Regions from separate parts of the Mus musculus genome. Here all the other regions are linked to region 3. Evidence: chromatin contacts called from public Hi-C and HiChIP or PLAC-seq data. All regions are on one chromosome and are shown on one strand. Each heading gives the region's core, a stretch centred on a gene start, on an enhancer-like site or on the middle of the called end of the contact. The rest is flanking DNA. Distances are from core to core; before and after follow the strand shown.

The links. A called contact is a pair of places that touch in the nucleus more often than the background predicts. HiChIP or PLAC-seq counts read pairs in DNA pulled down with a chosen protein or histone mark.
Region 1: an HNF4G HiChIP or PLAC-seq map of pancreatic cancer cells shows a contact between it and region 3. The contact joins the enhancer-like site here to the promoter of Gpr85 in region 3. A contact is called at or near these places in 3 of 39 promoter capture datasets (the C10 cell line, cranial neural crest and liver), 2 of 484 Hi-C or Micro-C datasets (cortical neurons and macrophages) and 2 of 115 datasets of contacts at active chromatin or transcription factors (bone marrow-derived macrophages and pancreatic cancer cells).
Region 2: a contact with region 3 is called in a Hi-C map of cerebellar granule neurons, with 2.2 times the contacts expected there. The contact joins the enhancer-like site here to the promoter of Gpr85 in region 3. A contact is called at or near these places in 1 of 39 promoter capture datasets (hippocampal neurons), 5 of 484 Hi-C or Micro-C datasets (brain, cerebellar granule neurons, cerebellum and 1 more), 3 of 115 datasets of contacts at active chromatin or transcription factors (bone marrow-derived macrophages, embryonic stem cells and neural progenitor cells) and 2 of 9 other capture datasets (adipose tissue and liver).

The regions. Positions count from the first base shown.
Region 1 is chr6:14,043,322-14,046,622 of GRCm38.p6, reverse strand. It overlaps Gm38767 (a long non-coding RNA gene), which reads right to left. Exons shown (of 4, transcript XR_868803.3): 4 at 1-2,429. Among named protein-coding and RNA genes, the nearest start is that of Gm38767, 26 kb to the right of the region's middle. Within about 2 kb of position 1,767, at least 25 of the 459 cell types and tissues checked have an H3K27ac peak or open chromatin away from gene starts, as enhancers often do. A contact at or near this core is called in pancreatic cancer cells, where this site is marked.
Region 2 is chr6:13,981,330-13,984,422 of GRCm38.p6, reverse strand. No RefSeq gene overlaps it. Among named protein-coding and RNA genes, the nearest start is that of Gm38767, 36 kb to the left of the region's middle. Within about 2 kb of position 1,667, at least 9 of the 459 cell types and tissues checked have an H3K27ac peak or open chromatin away from gene starts, as enhancers often do. A contact at or near this core is called in cerebellar granule neurons and cerebellum, where this site is marked.
Region 3 is chr6:13,838,620-13,841,997 of GRCm38.p6, reverse strand. It overlaps Gpr85 (G protein-coupled receptor 85), which reads left to right and starts at 2,056. Exons shown (of 3, transcript NM_001330667.1): 1 at 2,056-2,356; 2 at 2,819-3,378.

The DNA of each region.
Region 1 (3,301 bases), core at 518-3,017, 200 kb before region 3:
CTTCTCACTCAAGTTGCCCAGGTCAAAAACTCCCTCACAGACATGGCCAGAGATTTGTGCCAAAGGTAATTCTAAACCCCGTGATATCATTGATCAATATAAACACCACATCCGCATTCCTATTGTTATGTCAATGTTTAATGAAAGTCATGATAAATAAAAACAATGGCATGCAGTCACAAGACAAAGCAACTAAAGGACCAGACTTAGAGTTGACTCTGACCCTTAGCCATCCAAAGATGGCTTTTTGATAACTCTAACATATATATATAAATATATAATGGAAACATTAGAAAGCATGTAGGAATATAAAAAGTATTTCACTACAACAGTTAGCATTAATGGAAAATACTAAAAAATGCATAAAACCCATGGAAATAAAGATTTTAAAATCCCTTTGTGGTGCTTTCTCCCAAAGTATATAGTAAGGAAAGAATCAATAAACTTGGAGCTAAAGCAAATTAATTTTCTCAACTAAATAAGAAGAGAGAAAATAGACGACAACAACAACACAAATAGAGACCTCAAGAACTGGAGATTATGAAATTTCTAAGATGAAACTGTACATGCCTCGCTCAAATCAGTGAAGGGTTAAATATTTATTGTAGTTGTACTTGTCACCTAGGCGTGAGGATACGAATCCAGATTTCTGGTACCAGGTAAGAGCAAGATCCCTTGGGTCCATGGAAAATTGATCTTACCAAATTGCTATGGTCCAATCATTAAAAGGAAAGGTTCTGCTTCAAACACAGCAAGAAGGGTCTGAAGAAACTTACTGAGGACCCAGTTTTATTTTCCAGCAACCACACAGCATCTCACAACCACCTGTAACTATAGTTATCTGGCACATTCTTCTGTGATTCACATGTACCACATGGAACTAGTACATATTAACACAAACACACACACACACACACACACACACCACAGAAGTAAATAAAACTAAAAATTGAGATTGAAAATTACTGAAAAAGATATTTCATATCTATATATGTCATATATATACATATATATATGCACACACCTCTAAGCACCCCTCCTACACACATGCATACCCATGTACACTCCCAGGTGCCTCCTCCTCATGCCCATGATAGTGAGACTTAAAAAGGTAAGTTTATTGAATCTGAATTCCAGACAGACAGAACCAGATTTAAAAAAAAATGTGTTATCATGTAACACATTATTTTCAGCCACTTTAGAAACACTTAAATGTCTAACACAAAAATAGTAACACAATAATGTATGTGAAATATGCAGAAGCAAAATAAAACAAAGCACAAAATTAAGAAAGAACATTGTAACTCAGCATTGAATGCTGCTTAAGTTATATATATACATAGATGGTATAATAATATTCTAAGACTGACTGTCATATTGCATATGCACATTGAAAGTTCTAGAGTACTTACTAAAATTAGTTTTAAATGTGTCACTATTAATCCAGTATTGGAAATGAAAAGAGAAGGAGATAAAGGAATAACTGTAACTGAAGACTTCAATGCCTTCAATATCACACAGTAAACTTGAACAGAAAATCATGAAGGTGTGGAAGACCGAAGAACACTGTTCATTAGTGCAACATCCAAATATTTAGCACTTCCTAATCAAAGAAAACTGACATTATTAAAAACACAATGGGATGTTCACCGACATAGATTATCCTCTAAGCCAGTGGTTCTCAAGTTTCTTAATGCTGAGTCACCTTAATACACTTCCTCATGTTGTGGTTATGTCAACCATAAAATTCTTTCCTTACTACTGTAATGACTGAGTCATAATGTAAATATTTGATAGGCATGATATTTGATATGCTACTCTCAATAGGGTTGTGACCCACAAGTCGAGAACCACTGTTCTAGGCCATGCCCCAATACAGGGAATGCCAGGGCCAGGAAGCAGGAGTAGGTGGGTTGGGGAGCAGGGAGGAGGGAGGGTATAAGGGACTTTCGGGATAGCATTTGAATTGTAAATGAAGAAAATATCTAATTAAAATTGTTTAAATAAAAAAAAAGAAAAGAAAGCATGTTGAGTCTATGTTAGTCTGTAATAAAATGGAACTACAAATGAATAACAGAAGAATATATGAACAATTCCAAGCCCCAAGTTTAGAGTTAGTGACATGTTTCCTAACTATTCATCAAAGAGAAAATATTTGCAAGAAAATAAAAGTAAAACAATACTCTAAATGTAGTGATAGCAGTAATAACATTCAATTTATAGTAGGAAATGTTTATATTTGAATTTTTAATAGATTTTATTCATTTATTCAAGTATATGAGTACACTGTTGCTGTCTTCAGACATACCAGAAGAGAGTATCCAATCTCATTGCAGATGGTTGTGAGTCATATGTAGTTGCTGGGGATTGAACTCAGGACCTCTGAAAAAACAGTCAGTGCTCTTAACCTCGGAGCCATCTCTTCAACACTATATTAGAATACATAAAAGAACAGTTCAAGAATTAATTATTTTACATTGTCCTCTTGAAAGAAAACAGCAAATTAAGTTGAATTAAGCACAAGAAAATGAATAATAGAAACAATAGCAGAAACGGATGGAATAAGAATGGTTAACAATGGAAAATCTCAATGATCCATACTATGACACAAAAATAATTTTTAATGGTAAAATATTTAATCTAGTTATTTTACTATTGGAAAGAATAAAGCTATATAGTATTTACTGTTTTAATTTCACATATACTGGAGTATAATTTTTTTTACAATGCTCATCAGTAGCATCGTGTACTGACATTGCTCAGTTATTGAAAAGAGATTGTTTACATAATTAACCTGCCTTCCATTTCTTCCCACTTTTTCTAAAATGAAAAATGTGGCATCTCCCAAACTCAGGGCATTCTGAGTGTATCTCTTGATTATCTTCTTTATCTCAATTCACATATTTTTTTTTCTTGTCTTTTACTTTTATTTACACTGAAGAATTCCCTCTTGAAACTTACTGTCTCCTGGAATAGACTGTAATATATTATGATGGAACAAGTTTCCAAAAGCAAGGTTAAGCAGAAGATAATTTTGGTCTAATGTTTGCTTAGATAGTCATAAACAGCACAATCAAATTAAAATGGAAACAGCATTGCTGGTACCTGTCTGCAACTAATTCTTAAAACTTTCACTGAATAGTCAACTGATTGTATAGCTGCCAAGAAATATTTTAATGTGGAAATTACTGTTCAAAACCAACTATAACCATTGTCTACAAAATTTATGGTGTGTACTTCAGAACAAGTATGTGCTGGCTGGTTTTGTGTGTCAACTTGACACAGACTAGAGTTAATCACA
Region 2 (3,093 bases), core at 418-2,917, 140 kb before region 3:
TGAATGGGAGGAGAGGCCCTTGGTCCTGTGGAGGTTTGCTGCCCCAGTGAAAGGGGATGATGGAGGGGTGGGACAGAGAGGGTAGGTGGGTGGGGGAGCACTCTCGTAAAGCAAAGGGGAAGGAGGAGAGGGAAGTAGTGGAATGGGAAATATCATTTGAGATGTAAATGAATAGAATAATTAATAAATAATAATAAATTAAAAAAGAAAATCTCTACTGTTATATTATTGACCATGTTCATTTGTTAAGAGTAAAAGCCATCCCATATTTTGCAGTAAGGGGAGGCTTATTTACAAGAAAAACATTTTCCAAAGCTGTAAAATTTAAAGTCACAAATGAATTATCAGTTGTGATGTAGAAAGAATGACTGCAGTAAGTAAGTAATATTACTGAATGACCAATAAGGCCTCATGTGTGTGGTCCATTATCCAACTTTTAACTCTGGAAATCTAGAGCTGATTTTGTCTATGTAGGTTGCATTTCTTTTTCTCATGGAGGACTTTGGACTTCACAATGCTCCATGTTGTACTCTTCACTGAAGAGGCTAGTGCTATTTCAGATGTTTTTTTTAATCTCTGCTGAAGCACTTATATCTAACTTCCTCCATGAGAATATTATATTTTTACAATATTCTTTGGATATTTTCACAGCCTTTTTGGCCATATTATAATTCTCTATCATGAAAATCACACAGTGAGCTTATGAGATGAGAGCTGGGATCTCCACCAAGTGGGCTGAAGGGACTGACTATAATGAAGTTTGATCTCTTATCCTGGTTATCCAAAGAATTACAACTAAATCCAGATTACTTCTAAAATCAATATAGAAAATTGTCTGGGCATGAGACTAGATATACATATAAATAATGCATAATAAATATTTATTGATAACCTCAGCTATGAAATTAGGTTCGTTTTTTAGTTAGACCTCAGCAAATTATAGAGGATAAAGTAAATAGGATTTATTTCAATGGCGAATGTCAAGAAGTACATATACATTACAACTAAAGAAAGAGGAACCCCCCCAGCTAGGAATCAAGTACCTGACTTAAAGATGGTAAGTAGTATGACAATAGACAGTAAGGTCTCTGAAATGTGGTTATACAAAGGCCATAGTAGATGCCAAGGACACGATCCATCCTAATTCCTGTCAAACAGCTCAATGATGCGCCACATCCCAGAAGAATGAATGCAGGATATTAGCCATGCAACAGGCTGGTATGAAAACACCCATGTCTATAACTTTGCAGGGATATTTTAGATGGATAGAAAGTCTACCCTATACCATCACATATTTGTGAAAATTAGATTCTCAAACATTCATTTGTCTTTATTTTTCAAGATTTCTCTAGGCCTTCTCCTCAAATCCCTAATTCTGGCAATTCATAATTGTTTATGTGAAAATTATGTTCCGATTTTAAATCCTCAAGCATTTGGAGATATGAAGTTGGGAATGACATCTGTTCCAGTTGGCACTTCTCCATCATCTCCATTGCACTACAAATTTTACTGACAAGGTTTGTAACTGTGGGAAGCAGGTGCAGCCACATGGGCCAAGATGGTGTCCTGGCCCATTGCCAGGTCCCGTGAACCCCACATGTTTACTGCCTTACCCAAACATGAGCAGTAAAACTGCATGCGTAAGCTGCCTGCCAATCTAGACTATTCCTCGTGATCTGGATCTGTCAGCCTATCTGTGACTGACCTGAGCTTGTGCCTGAAGCGTGTGTGATTCTGATTAGATGAGGTGGTGTGGAGCGAGATGAGGTCAGGTGCCCCGAGTATAGGAGTATAGCGCTTGCTGCAAGAAGGACAGGGGAAGAAGAAGCAGCTGGGGAGAGAGCTGGAAGGGAAAAAGCTGCAAGTAAAGAAGCTGCTACATGAACCCGCTTTGGTGTCTGTGTCGTTCTTGTCTCTGTGGGTCAGAGAGTGCAGCAAGTGGTGGCCCGTACGGGGAACTCATCCCGTTGGTTGGCAACAGTAAGTAAAGAAAGTACAGACCTTTGAAATTTTGAGTAAGCAGCTGTAAGGAAATTTTAGTAAGCAGTGGTAAGGAAATTTTGGTAAGCAGCAGTAAGGAAATTTTAGTAAGCAGCAGTAGGGAAATTTTGGTAAGCAGCTACTGCTTTATCAGTAAAGACAGGTTTCCCAGAAAAAAAGGGAACGGAGCATTAAGGTTCTCAGGAATAGAGACGAAGGGAATTTAAAAAAGCACAGGCCTGTCAGGTGCCCGGAAAAAAGGGGACGGAGCACTAAGACTCTCAGGAATAGAGATGAAGGCAATTTCGGTAATATGGGTTCAACTGCGACTAAAATGAAAGTAAAAATGTTAACCATCTGAGTCTTGGTCAGGGCGTGCTTGAGGGACAGCAGTGGAAAGTACAATGCTAAAATAGAGGAAGGAGCAGAGGCGCTTGAGGGGGCTAAGGAGATTGCTTCTCAGGCTAGCAGCCGAAAACCTAAACAGCTTAGACAACAAACCAAAGATAAGAAAGAGAAGAAGGAATCTAGCTCTGAGGGGTCTACTAGTGACAGTGCCAGGACTGATAGTGACAGTGGCGTCTGTAGTCAGATGTCCCACTGGAGTTTGAGTTGTGGTAGGCCGCCCGAACCATCAGCCCCTCCGTTGCCTTCTCCTCACCCCTATAAAGATGAGGGAGACAAAAGGGGAAAGCATAGTCTTCCTGCAGAAGTCTGGAAAAATGTGCCCGCTGTTGCAGGGGTCATCCCAGTATTTCAGGACCAACAGGGGCAATGGTATCATGAACCCCTGGATTGGAAGGTTGTACAAAGATTGAAGGAGTCAGTTTTGACTTATGGGGTCCAGGCTGCCTTTACCATAACTCAGGTTGAGTGCCTACAGCCGTACTGTATGATGCCTTTTGATTGGCAGAACCTCTGCAAGACCATTCTTTCAGGAGGAGGTTATTTAACATGGAAGGCTGCTTATATTGAGCATGCCGTTGAACAGGCTGCAGCTAATGCTGCCACTGGACTCCCCAATGCAGCCTGGAATGTAGACATGTTAATGGGGCAAGGGAATTTTGCCAACAATCAAACAGGTTATCCTATACAGGTTTATGAGCAGATTAA
Region 3 (3,378 bases), core at 807-3,306:
ATAGTCTATCAGAAAATATTTCTATGCAAAAGGGCCCAGTGGAAAACTTCTATCAATAAAGCTTTCAGAAATCACTAGTACAGAACTCCAAATTTACATGTTTTTTAAAGCCTTAATGACTATAAAGCTATAAGCAGAAAAACTGATATTTTAAATGAACAACTAGATATGATTTTAGAATATTTTACTGGTCTATGAATTCAAATGCTGATAGGTCTGCACATGAAAAATCCACAGAATAAAACCATTTTGCCTGTAATGAAGCTGAGCATCATTGGACAAAAATCTGAAATAGGTTAACTCTAAAAGAAGGTAGTTACTTTTTAAAATAAAATTATGTCTATTGATTATGAAGACCAAACTGATCAAATTACCTCAGTCATCCTAATCACAAATTAGTTGGATAACTTCAAAAAATTTTTCAGCCCAAAGATTAAGGTATAAAGTACTTTGTTGCATTTGCTTTGTACCTTAACTCAAAAAAAAATTTTTTTTCTATGTTTGGTGATACAAGGAATCAAAAAAGAAATTAGCTGAGATCAGTAACCCTACAATATGAGAACAAATCTTCAGTAATCGATACACTTTTTTGAGAACTTCTTGTTAATATGAAACCTTGTCCATCCACTAAATATATCTTTAAAACCCCTGTTGTTGAAAGATGCAAAATCTGGCTTTTTCTCCTGTAGCATTAATGAACTAAATTAAAAATTATTTCACTAGTTTTTGAGCACCTTGCAAGCCAAAAAAAATAAAAAAATTGGCATTTTTATCTAATAACTGGGGGGAGGGGGACCTGAAATAAGTGTAACTGTACTCAATTATAAAGGAAAAATTGCTCTAGTATACCTGGAAGTTGGTATAAAAGGCTTCTTCATATACATATCACTTTCTATTATCTTTAAGGAATCAATAAATGCTTCTTTTTTAAGATTTTTATTTTATTATTTTTATTTTGTGTGTGTGAGTTGGGAATTGAATTTATAAATCCTCTGCTCGCTCCGGTTAGCCCCGCTCAACTCTGCTTGCTGGGATTCGGACATTCGGAAGAGCAGTCAGTGCTCTTACTCCCTGAGGCATCTCATCAGCCCCAATATATGCTTCTTAAAGTATAAGATCAGTTAGCCGGGCGTGGTGGCGCACGCCTTTAATCCCAGCACTCGGGAGGCAGAGGCAGGCAGATTTCTGAGTTTGAGGCCAGCCTGGTCTACAAAGTGAGTTCCAGGACAGCCAGGGCTACACAGAGAAACCTTGTCTCAAAAAAAGAAAAGAAAAAAAGATTAAAAAAAAAAAGTATAAGATTAGTTAGCCCTATGCTTTTTGCCAAAATGAATTATTCCTTGTGGTCTGGCAATCTATTTTCACCTTTACATTTACTTTTAAATGTTTTCTTAACCTGAAAAACCTAACAACTTGTCAATGGTGGATATTTAAGTTAACTTACTTGAATCGCTTTTTCTATATAGTTTTTTTTTAATCTTAAAAGTTCAGCAAACAACCATTCTTTGCAAAACGCATTGAGAAGTAGAAAATTTAAGTAGAAAATTAATCTGTAGTTTCATAAAAAACAAATTTGAGATTTTACTTAAAAGTTGTACCCATCATATGGTTTTGAGTTCTTCTGAGTCGTGTTTCACAAAAACCAGGGTGTCTCCCTTGGGTGGAAATATTTTCAAGTTACTTCCAGTATTGTTGTAGGATTGACTCTCCTAAGATGCCTAAGCAAATGTTTTATGGATAACCAAAAGAACAGACACACACACACACACACACACACACACACACACACACATACACACACCCCACAGCTAATCATTATTTTTTTAATTGGCTAAAAAAAATCTCCAATCAAATCAGGGCAATTCAACATTATTTCAGTATTACTAACGTTGGTCTTTGTGTAACGACTGTGACATCATGACAGTGAAGTATTCATTTTTAAGCTTTAAACATTTTACCTCTATGTATCCAATAGAAATACAATATGTAAATTAACCTATATTATCTGTATGCTGATTGGCTTGACTTCCCCTGAATGTCACAATCTCACCACCCAGCGATGAGGTATTTTACTGCTGTCTCGAGATCGAATTATTACTGTAGAGAGATATTTTTTTCTATTTCATTAACAGATTATTATAAAGCAATAAGCTTGCAGGAAGACAAGCAGACGTTTCACCTTGGGAATTAATGAAAGCGTGCCTGCTAGCTTTTAAGGGGTGAAGAGTGGGTAGTTGTTTAAAATCTTACCCCACCCTCGCAAAAACTCTTTGGAAATGGGAGAATCGAGACGTGGATGATTCTTGGGGCGTTCCTAATCACCAGGTGTCAGACTATGTGGTGTTTGTGGACTGGTGTAAGTTTCCGGTATTCATCATATTCCTGGTATTATTATTTTTTAAATGTCTAATAACAAAAAAAGGGAAAGGGGAAACTCATACACTCCACCGCTTTGACATCAGCAACCTATTGGTCATCCCAGCTTGGAAGAGAAAGGAGAGTCTTGTTGCTTGGGGTGGGATGCGAGGAACAGCCATGTAAAATCTTTGTACTCCTGATCCATTAGTCACGTTCGAGAAGGTAGAATGAGTGTAGATCGGTTTTGCACTTGTCGCCTGAACTTAGCCTCTCCTTCCTTAAACGCAGATCTGCGTGCCTTCAAGAACAGATGACCACTGACAAAGACAAGGCTGCCCCAACCCGCTTCCCTTCTTCCCCCACTGGCAAGATTTTTGACTGTGCTTAATTTTTTTTCTTTCCTTTTTTTTTTTTTTTTTTTTTTTTTTTTAATTTTCATTCTTTCTTTTTCTCTCCCCAGCTAGCGTGCCAAATCAAAGATCAGCAGGGGGAAAAATCATTTGAGAAGAATTCTACAAGGCGCATCCAATGCTTAGCAGGACCACCCTGACAGAGAAAGGAAGACGATGTTTGGGGAAGGCGAGGGTTCGGGGCAGCTGGGGCGGAGGCGGCCGTCCGCGGCACGGTGGCTTCGTGCGCTGCCCTAGGGGAAGAGGATGGGCCTGAGGTCCGGGAAGAGCCTTCCCGAGCCCCCCACTGCCAATGCATGCGGGGAGGGAAAAGTTCCGAAGCTGCCTCGAGGGAACAAAAGCCTGATTTGGGGCCGGCTGAACTGGACAGGACTTTGAAGCAAAGCCAGCCTGCTCCGGAGACAGGCAGGGGTTCCTGCTGGCTCGGCGGAGGCCGGAGCAAGCCTCGCCGCCGCCCTCGCCACCGCGCCGCCGCCGCCGCGGCCCCTGCGTTACTGGGGGAGACGGTGCCGCTGCGACAGGGGAGGACGCGGCTGGAGCTGAAGGAGGCTCCAACGCGCAGGCGCCGCCGAGCCCTGCCTGGATGCTCAGTCAAGGCACTCAGGAAAAA